2 separate regions of the Zea mays genome follow, and region 1 is linked to region 2. The links are chromatin contacts, called in public Hi-C maps. All regions are on one chromosome and are shown on one strand. Each heading gives the region's core, a stretch centred on a gene start, on an enhancer-like site or on the middle of the called end of the contact. The rest is flanking DNA. Distances are from core to core; before and after follow the strand shown. Region 1 holds the start of LOC103641406 (C2H2-like zinc finger protein). Region 2 holds the start of LOC100384823.

Region 1 (5,035 bases), core at 1,732-4,231, 250 kb before region 2:
GCAGCAGGACGACGACAACTAGTAGCAGGACGCCTCAGGTTCTGGCGGCTCATGTTCGAGGAGCATCTACCTGGGAGGTCCCGCGAGTCTCCCTCAGCGTCCCATACTTCGGGACAGGCGACCGCTGATTCGGCCGGATGGGGAGAGGTATGTAACTTTATGTTCTTCATTCTTGTTCATATTATGTGTTCAAAATCATAATATAAACTAATACTTTTTATTTATCACTTGGACAGGTCTTGGGCGGTTGTGGATTATGCTGGGGGTCATCGTCGCCTCCCCAATGGCATCCTCGGCCTGCTGTGCAGGGAACACTTCCCTGGACTGGTTGAGTACGCCGGAGTGACGGGCCCAGCCTACACCTTCGACCACTATGCCGTCGCCCCCGATGCAGTAGACCGGGACGGTCGGGAATTCAATAACAAGGCAGAGCGGATTAAGCAAGAGCTGTGGGTAAGTCTTAGTATAATGTAAAATATGTCGTATTTGTTGCAAATTCTTGAAATAATGTATGGATACATCGTTTTTGTATGCAGGATTTCTTCAGATGCGAGGCTGGATACGAGGCTAGGGCGGATGTGGTGGCCACCACGAGCTGTAAGAAGCTCGTCGTGGACATGCACTATGAGGCCCGAATCTAGGCCATCGTCACCTACCACGGCTCTGTCCTTGGGGGAGAGGGTGACCAAGCAGCAAGCCCGAACCATGACGTTGACCAGGGACCAGTACCTGCAGGTAAAGTCATGCATGTTTGGTACTAGTACTCCATGCATGAATTTTATTTTATTTTCTGATATGCACTTTACGTGTTTACTTTGTAGGTGATTCCACATTGGTGTGCCGCACATCCTCTCTATTGGGAGCAGATGGTGGATAGGTGGTGTTTGGCTGAGTGGGATGAGGCGCACAACGCTAGCCGGGAACGGCGTATGATGATGCAAGGTCCCTCCCACCACCAAGGCAGCCGGAGCCTGGGTCAATATGCGAAGCATGGGTACACCCTCTTTTTTATTTAGGTATATAGCACTAGATTAGATATTATTTCTAACTATATCGTTGGTTTTCTTGTAGTCGGCGTCACATGGTGGCCGACCTTGCTCCACCTTCTCGGCCTATGCTATGGCCCATAAGGGTAAGGCGACGTCCGACGTCACCTACAACCCGGATGACGGGCTCGAGGCCTACACCAACCCTGCCATCTACAGCCGCCTCCATGACTACATCGCCATGGCGCAGGAGGTCCATGGCCCAGAATATGATCCGAGCACCGAGCCGATCAACCCCGATGTGCTCATGAGGGTCGGAGGAGGCAAGAGACATGGGCGGTACTGGATTGCCGACGGGGCAATCGACTCGTCCTTCACTCCCACTCTGTCTCAGGTGAGAGCAAGGAGCACGAGCTCGAGTTCAGCCATACGACCTCGGCACGACAGCTCAGCTTCGCATACAGTAACTCGAGGTTAGTGCTTCTGTAACTCGTCCTTCCTTGAGTTATATACCTTCTCTTTGAGTTACTATAACGTTGGCTTGTAATATTACAGACTCAACTAGAAGAAGAGAGGAGGGAACGTCACGAGATGGAGGCGAGGATTATGGCGGAGCGGGAGGCTCGCCTGGCAGATCATCAGAGGATGGCGGAGATGTTCCAGTACATGCAGAGCCTTGGCGCCGCACAGGGCATCGCTCCGCCACCTCCATTGTTCCCTCCAGTTGACCCTGCTCTCTTCCATACTCCTGTGAGTATCAAAATTGTAGTTAGATGTTGGTAATGCATCTAGTATAACACATGCAATCTCTTCTCTGTGCAGGGCCAATCTGAGGCGGCATCCAACAACCCTCTGGAAGGGTTCAGCCCAACGCAGCACCAGTCGAACCAGCCACCTCCATGAGTGTTATGTTTTCAGTGTTTAGACTTCAGAACTTGTGTAGAATACTTATGTTTGTGTTGGATACTTATGTCAGAGTTTGAGACGTATGAGACTTATGTTTGTGTTGGATACTTGTGTTAACACTTATGTTTGTGATGGATAGTTATGTTTGTGTTGGCTATTTATGTTTGTGATGATATCTGTGATGTATATATGTGATATATATGTGATATCTTTTGTTTGTGTGGTTGGAATATAAAAAACAAATAAAAAAGGTGCCTACTGGTCACTTTGCCGAGTGTAACACTCGACAAAGAGGTTCTTTGCTGAGTGTCAAGACCATAGCACTCGGCAAAGAACTAAGACCTGGGCACCGGTATAGGTTCTTTGCCGAGTGTAATGTCTCTGACACTCGGCACAGAGGCACGCTATGCCGAGTGCCGTGCATAGCACTCGACAAAGAACCTGACATGGGGACCCTCTCTGGCGGGTTCTTTGCCGAGTGCTGCGGGGCAGACACTCGGCAAAGGTAACTTCTTTGCCGAGTGTCACCCGGGACACTCGGCAAAGACGCCGTCTCCGTCACCCGTCGACGTAACGGCTGCTTTTCTTTGTCGAGTGCTGTCTGGCACTCGGCAAACCTCTTTGCCGAGTGCCCGAGAAAAAGTACTCGGCAAAGAAGACTTTGCCGATGCACTGTATGCCGAGCCTTCTTTGCCGAGTGCGACACTTGGAAAAACCTTTGCTGAGTGTTTTAAGGCTTTGCCGAGGCGGCGATTCCGGTAGTGAAATTAATCAGTTTAAGGGATTTCGACAAAGGCTTCTCCCTGGCACTTCTATACTACTCGGATGGAAATGTTTACACCTCCATGCCATCTTCATTGACATAGAAGTATAATAAAATTGTATGTCCTAATCTTTCCTATGCCATTGATGATGATATGAAAGAATAAGATATTGCATCCGAGTGGCATACAAGTAATTATGATATTTATGACCACAACTCTTTCCATGCGGAGAAGATTGCAGTAGTATATAGAAAAATGTCTCTATTTATTTATGTAGGAGCATTTGACATTGAACCTATTTTTTTAATAGAAGAGTGCAGAGGGCACACACTAGCAGCTAGTCATAAAGATTAGAGGCGATATGTCTCTCGCCACCCTGCTGCTCCCCTCCCCAGGCTCTATGGCCACCAAGGCTGGCACGGCCGGCGACCACCACACCGACAGCAGGAGGCACGACCACGACCACCACGGCAGCAAGTGCAAGAAGAAGCCACCGGCATCACCGCAACCGTCGTCGCTCGCGTCGGCGCCGAGAACCCCGCCATCAGGGGCACGAAGCCAGCGCGTGATGGTCATGGCTGCGTCCTCGTCATCTCCCAGGAAGAAAAGCCCCAAGGCCCCCGCGGCGGGCAAGAACAGCCGCGCCCAGTACCAGCAGCACCGAGGCCAGGCGACGAAGAAGAAGGCCACTGCGGCGGCGTCCTGGGACTGGGAGCAGGTGAAGAGCCTGCTGAGCTGCCGGAGCGTGACGGCGGCGGCGCGCGTGCACGACCCAGCGGCTCCGTCGGCGCTGGCGCGGCTCCGCGGCAGCGGCGCGGGGACGTGCGGCGCCTCGCTCTGCGCCATGCGCGACGTGGTCGACGCCGCCTCCTCCGCGGCGTCGTCCGCCGCCGCGTCCGCGTCCGCGTCGGGCGACCGCGACACGGCACCGCTGAACCGCCGGCGCGCGCACCGCGGCGCCTCGTCGTCGTCTGCCGGCGCCGGCAGCAGCCACCACTCCTCCCTGCGGGGCCTCTCCGGCTGCTACGAGTGCCGCGCCATCAACGTGGAGCCCATGTCGAGGTCCGTCGTCCGATCCGTCCCAGCTACTAGCTCAATATTAGTTTTATGATTACTAATTAGACTATGGAGCTTTTGAGCTGGATGATGATTAAGGTAATCATGATGTGGTGACTGGTGATTGCGCCAAAGCTAACCGTGATTAATGGATGGTTAATGGTCAGGCGGTACCCGAGGCCGAGGGAGCTGTGCGCGTGCCCGCAGTGCGGCGAGGTGTTCACCAAGGCCGACACCTTGGAGCACCACCAGGCCATTCGCCATGCAGGTACGGTAGCCGCCCTCTCCTTCCAGCGCTCTACAGTTCTAGCCATCCAGATTTCTCTCTGTTTTTGTTTCCCGTATTGAACGAATGAAACCGATTCCTCTATTTCTAAGAGAATTATAGTATATTTTTTGAGCAGTACATTTTTAATAGTATTATAGTGATATATAAAATAAATATAACTAAATAATGTGGTGAGTACATTATTAGTAGTACATGTTACTACCTGTATAGTGGCTTGAACATACACTCCCCGCAGAGCAACTTTATTGCAAGATAATTAAAGGCGCAACACGGGAATTTCACCCAAAAGTAAAGTAAAGGCGATACGTGTGTTGTGGACCTTTTTCTTTAAGATGAAGCTAGGTTTAATGCTGTTCAGTTCATATGGTGAAAGACTTGGGGTACGGTAGCTACAGATCTGTGAGGTATCTATGGCTAGCTAGTAGTGTCGGCGCCCCTGGTCAATGATACGGCTTGTTATATACGGCTTGTATATAATTTTATATACAGTTTTCTTAAAACACGCTCTTACGACATAATCCCACACGTACGCAAGAGATCCACTAGTCTGAGGTGAAGTAGTGATATTTGTAGCTTTATTTATTTTATTCTATTTATATGTGAGGACATAATTCAAATTAAGAAGCTTTTTTTATTATAGGTGAGTTTGTTGTAAACAAGGTCTAAGTTGTTCTGCCAAAAGCTGCTAATAAACAAAAAATAGTCACCACTAGCTCCACCACTAGCTAGAGCAAGATAAAATAAAATAGTTATATATAATCCCTGTGTAGCTTGGCACATGTATCCATGTGAGTGGAGCCGTGGAGGTAGTAGTAGAAGCTAGCCGGCCAGGAGGAGACAAACAGAAAGGCCGGGGAAGATGCTGCTGCATGCTTCTTTCTGCGCATCAAAGTTAACCTACCATGCATACGGCCATACCCCCTGCTCCCCTGCTTCCTTTTCCATCTTTTTCCTTGTCTTTTGTGGTTTACAAGCAAGCAACAAGCACGGCATTGTTGTGTCTTCTCCCCAAAGCATCTAGGCGCTTGTTTAAT
Region 2 (5,193 bases), core at 1,729-4,228:
CATTCCAAGACACATTCTAAGCTTTCAAACCTCTCCAAGTGCCATAATTGTGACTAGTGATCATTAGTGATTAGTGACTTGAGAGAGTGTGATTCGGTGTTTCATTTGTTTCTCTTGTTGCTTGGTTTTCTTAATCGTGTTTTCTTCATCTCCTTCTAAACTCTCTAGTGACTTGTAAAACTAACAAGAGACACCTAAGTGTGTGGTGGTCTTTGTGGGATCTTAGTGATCCTCGAGATTAAGGAGAAGCACTCAACCCGTCTAAGTGACCATTTGAGAGAGGAAAAGGGTTGAAAGAGACCCGACCTACGTGGCCTCCTCAATGGGGAGTAAGTTCTTCAGAACCGAACCTCAGGAAACAAATCGTTGTGTTCATTTGTGTTTTATCCTACAATTTGATTCTTCCTCTCCACTATCTCTAAGTTCTCTTGCTCACAATCTTTTGAGTTAGCTCCCAAAGTCATCCGCGTTTATTGAGCAACTCATAGCAAGAAGAACTCTCTTCCGCACTCCGATTTCGTTATTACTTATTTCTAATCCCAACCCTAGGGTGAAGTTCGTGTTTAAAGTTTATAATTTTTAGGTTTCGCCTATTCACCACTTCTCTAGGTGACTTTCAGGGGCCCACGGGAAACGAGGGTGAGGAAATGATCCTCCTTGAGACGTATGCACTGGATGACCCCATAAACGAGATCATATGCATGATAAAATGATCGAAAGAAAGGAAATAGACTAGTGGCTTTACCTTGACTCTAGGAGAAGGTGCCTTTTTTGGTGCGCTTGTGGGACACATTCAGCTACAGATCGCTTGCCATGGTCCATGAGTCGATAGGAATGGCGCAGAAAGACTTGGGACGAGGCCTTTTCCTCTTGGAAGGCTTTTGCCAAGGCTTCTTATGAAAGCTAGGAAAGATAAAGTGGAAGCTGGATAAAAATGGACCAAGGAGGGCCCCTACTTATAAATGTGGGGTTCAACATCCAGCGACTAGAGATGGCCCAAAGCACGCTTTCTGCTCCCCTCCTGAGTTGCTGTGACTAACGAGGCTCCCACAGGGACAAAAGATTGCCTCAAAGCTAGAACAACAATCGACCCGGGCTAGGAAAACTCGAGAAAGTGGTGGACTTAAGCAGCCCCACAGGCGCAAAAAGCCCACCTCTCGATCTAAGGAAGGCACATACGCCGATGGACCTGACCTCGAAAAAAGGCACTAAAGGGAGAACACTCTCCCGCTAGGGGCTCAGGGGCTACTGTACAAGACCTCGGGCCTTTGGGTTCACGAGTCAGCAAGGGCAAAGAGATATTCCAAGCAAACCGCTCACGGGTCGATGATTTCCGCCTTGCCCACACGGGGTCGAATGAGGCGGAAATCAGCAGGAGTCAGACAAGCCAGACAAAGGCCAACTAGTATTTGAATAAACAATAATTTATATGATTTTAGTGTTTAGAAATAAATAATAATTATATTTGAATAAATATCTTAATATCTATTTATATGATATATAAAAATCGTAGCAAAATACGAGCAACTGACTAGTAGGTATATGTCGGAGAGGAAATCTCCGGCCGGGTGGCGGAATGCACCCGCCCTAAATCCTAAGATGAGGAGGGGCCTAAGCGTTTTGCCTGCCTGCTAAGCGATGAATGAACACAAGAACACACAAGAGTTTAGAGTGGTTCGGGTCGACGGAGCGTAATACCCTACTCCACTGTGTGATGTATTGAGCTTGAGAGCTTGTATGAACTTGTGAGCCTGAGCTGGGTCTAAGTGTGCTTAAGTGAGCCTCGTTTGTAACGCTGCGTGCCTCCCATTTTGTAGCCCAAGGGGGCATGTACAAGGGTGCTGAGCCCCGACATGTACCAGGAACATAACAGATGTAATACTTGGAGCAACTAATGTTTGTTGCTGGAGCAATCTCCTTGCGCCCTGATATTCACGATCTGCGTAGCTTTGGCGTGCAGGGGAAGTCTCCCTGGCAACGTACGAGTGATGATGGTCACAATGCTCCTCACAGCACGGGCGTACTGTTTGGCAATGGACTAGACAGGCACGCCGCCTGCAGGATGGCCTGGACGCCGCCTGCCAGCGGAGTGGACAGGACACATTAAATGCTGAGGTGGCACATCGCCTGTCAGTGGAATAGTCAGGCTGTGCGTATTCTCCACAATAAATGCAGAGACCGCGCGACCCAGAGGCCTTACGTCAGGCTCCGCCCGCTGGCTTACGTCACGGGCGATATGCCACGTGGCAGCATCGGGCCTCCGCCTGAGCGGGGAGCGGAAGTGTACATGGTATGGTCCGGACACGTGTCGGCTCCGGACCCGCCTGGCCTTGATTAAGGCATGGGTATATTTTGTCCCAGAATCCCGGGATCCTGCTGAGGGTGGCCCGGACCCTACATAGAGAGGTCCGAGACTCGTCTCGGGGATCCGATTTGTACCCGCGGAGGTCCTGGACCCTGCCCAGAGGTCCGGTCCGGATATGCTGGGGTTCGACACTTTCCCATGTGGTCCGGACCCACCGTTGATACCTTGGAGGATATTGTCTTCCCTGGCCACGTGACGACCTCTGGAGCCGTCCACGTGGTGGAGACGAGTACTGTTTACCGTGCGACTAAGGATAGCTGCATAAACAGCGTACCTTCATACTGTAGTAACGGATACCCTGTTCCAGGGTACTGACACTATATATATAGCAGTAAAGAGACAGACTTTTAAGAAAATAGTCCGTCTTTTGATTTTTCACTTAACCATGTATGGACCACTTATTAATGAGGTTGTATCGTGGTCGGCACGCCAAGCACACCTGTACACGTCAGCTAACTAGCCAAGGTCAAGGGGGACGCGTGCCCTCCTTGTCTCAGTGACCTCCATGTGGGTCCCGGCAGTCGGAACCGACGACTGGCAGAAGTAAGCATGGGAGAGAGCGTTTCCAGTCGCTGCGCTGCGCGTCATTCTCCTCCCCTCCTTCCACCCGGCAAAAACCCCGCGTCGGCCACTCTCCGGAGGCGACTAGGGTTTCAGCCCCTGGGACACGCCGCCGGTCGTGGCACCTCCGCCACCGGATCCCGGTACCCGAGCTACGCCATCGCCGCCCCGCCCCCGGTCACCGCCGGTGCGCTTCCGCCGACACCAGACGCAGCTCGTCCGCCCCGTCACGTGCACCTCTGCGTGGGCGCGGGATTGGATAGGGTTTGGGGTTTCGGCGGCTGGCGCCAAATCCCACCGCTGCTGCTCGCGCAGGAGGTCTCGAGCCCTCGGGGTTCCCCTACTCCGCTCCGGGTAAGATGTTCCCCTCCCTGCTCCTGGAGGCCGCGCTCTCGACTCGGCCCGTTTCGGCCGATTTGCTGCAGGGTCTCGAGCAATGCTGATGATTTAGGGGTTCTTTCTTCTCGTGTTTCCGCTTGCATCAGCGCACGATATCAGCTGTGTTAGGGCGCTGTTCTGGGTTTCAAATTGTGAGCTGCGCACATCTGCGCGTCCGATTTTGCGGGGCTCGAGCATTTGAAGGATCAAGTGTTGGGGGATGGCACCTGTATTTCGGCTTGCCTCAGTGCGCGATTTCGGCTGTGTTGGGCCGTGGTTACGGGGTTCAAATGTAAATCTGCTTCGGAGGAGGTGTGCGCATCTGTGCTTCGAATTTTGGGCCATTTCGAGGTGGAAATGTTGGGGTTCTTTTTCACCAGTAGCAGTATGGTTGGTCTTGTACGAATGCTGCATTCTGTGTCTGTGCACCTCGAGTGGTATAGCTGGGAAAAAAGGGTTAATCCTAAGCTCTCATGCAGTACTTGGAGATGCCAGTGTGTGTTCAGAACTTCAGATATGCATGTTGTGGCATGAACCACTGGCTTCTTCTAGTCAGGGTTTAGGGTTTTTTCACTTCTAGATGTGCTTATGTTGACGTGTTGGGTGCCTGCAACTAGTTAAAGGGTGGCCCGTGGCCTAGGTGACCTTGTAGGAAAATGTTTCTGGCCCAGGATGGTTCATTTTACTTAGCTTGGTGATGAATCCAATTTATGTGGGATCAATCTGCCCTTGGAACTGTGTTGTCAGTCTAAAACTACCCCCACACAGTTTTTCTGGTGTCAATAAATATGTCTATTCCAAACACAGACCCTTATAACTACTAATAAAATGCCCGCAAGGGGAGGTGCCGCCGTCCTCGCGCATCTTGACCAACCACCCTACTTAACTATGTCACCATCGTGCCCTTTTTCGACCAATTGTTAGTGACACGGCGAAGATCTTCAAAAACTCAACGCATCGGTCATACAAGCACAAAGTTCGACCAAAGTTGTATTTGAAATTTTCATGTAAGTATAGTAGCATAGATGCTTTGTGAAGCATCATCATCAAGTGCTCGGCTGCAGGAGGCTGCATGCTGGGTCAATGTGGTGCCACATGGACCACCTGCCGAAGTAACTGTCCCAAGCGCCCTCGCCGCGAGCTCCTCCCCAGCATTGCGCGGCGCTGGCCGTGACAGGCGCCGACAAAGCCCGCCTCGTAGGGCGCCAGCGTGCTCGCAAACACAACCTCCTCGCCGTCCTCGTCCACGCCTCGCCTTGCGCACTTGCTGATGAATCATCCCACCTGGACACCGTCGAGCCTGTCGCCATACGCGCTACTGTTGGCCTCACCGATCACCTGCAGCGGACCGACCTTGGCCTTCCTTTCACCGCCCACGAGCACGACCTCCTTGGTCGCGCCCCGCTCCGCGGTGGCAAACAGGCACGTCGCCGCTCCCGCGCAACAGAGGGAGGTGGAGGCCACGAGCAGCAGAAGGTCGCAGCTCGCAGAAGGCTGCAGGGGTGGGGGCGCAGGTGTTTGTCCAGGCAGACACAGGGCTAGGGCGGTGGCGGCGTTGATCGCGAGCTCTGGGGTGTTGACGGGGGCTGGGGGATGAGGAAGGAGGCTAGAGGTGGGTGAGGGATGAGGGGATGATCCAAAAAACACTCACGGTTGGATGCGATTGATTAAGAGAGAGGAGGGTAAATGAAGCGATTTGGATCGTTGGTTTTAATGGTGGGATTTAGCTGAGGGTAATTTATTGTGTGCACTCAGTGATGTTTTAACTGATGGATTATATAGGGGTATAAATAAGACATGTTGACCTCATTTGAAAATTGGAACTATCAATCAAAGTTTCATGTCTGATTTCGTGGTTTCTTTATGTTTGTTGTTGGTTGGTATTATAG

The links. Hi-C and Micro-C count contacts between places; a contact is called where the count stands out from the background.
Region 1: a Hi-C map of ear shows a contact between it and region 2, with 1.8 times the contacts expected there. The contact joins the promoter of LOC103641406 here to the promoter of LOC100384823 in region 2. A contact is called at or near these places in 2 of 25 Hi-C or Micro-C datasets (ear and tassel).

Annotation. Positions count from the first base shown.
Region 1 is chr10:93,907,560-93,912,594 of Zm-B73-REFERENCE-NAM-5.0, reverse strand. It overlaps LOC103641406 (C2H2-like zinc finger protein), which reads left to right and starts at 2,981. Exons shown (of 3, transcript NM_001323006.1): 1 at 2,981-3,718; 2 at 3,880-3,980. The coding sequence starts at 3,018.
Region 2 is chr10:93,654,068-93,659,260 of Zm-B73-REFERENCE-NAM-5.0, reverse strand. It overlaps LOC100384823, which reads left to right and starts at 2,978. Exons shown (of 7, transcript NM_001362472.1): 1 at 2,978-3,280. It also overlaps the pseudogene LOC109942864.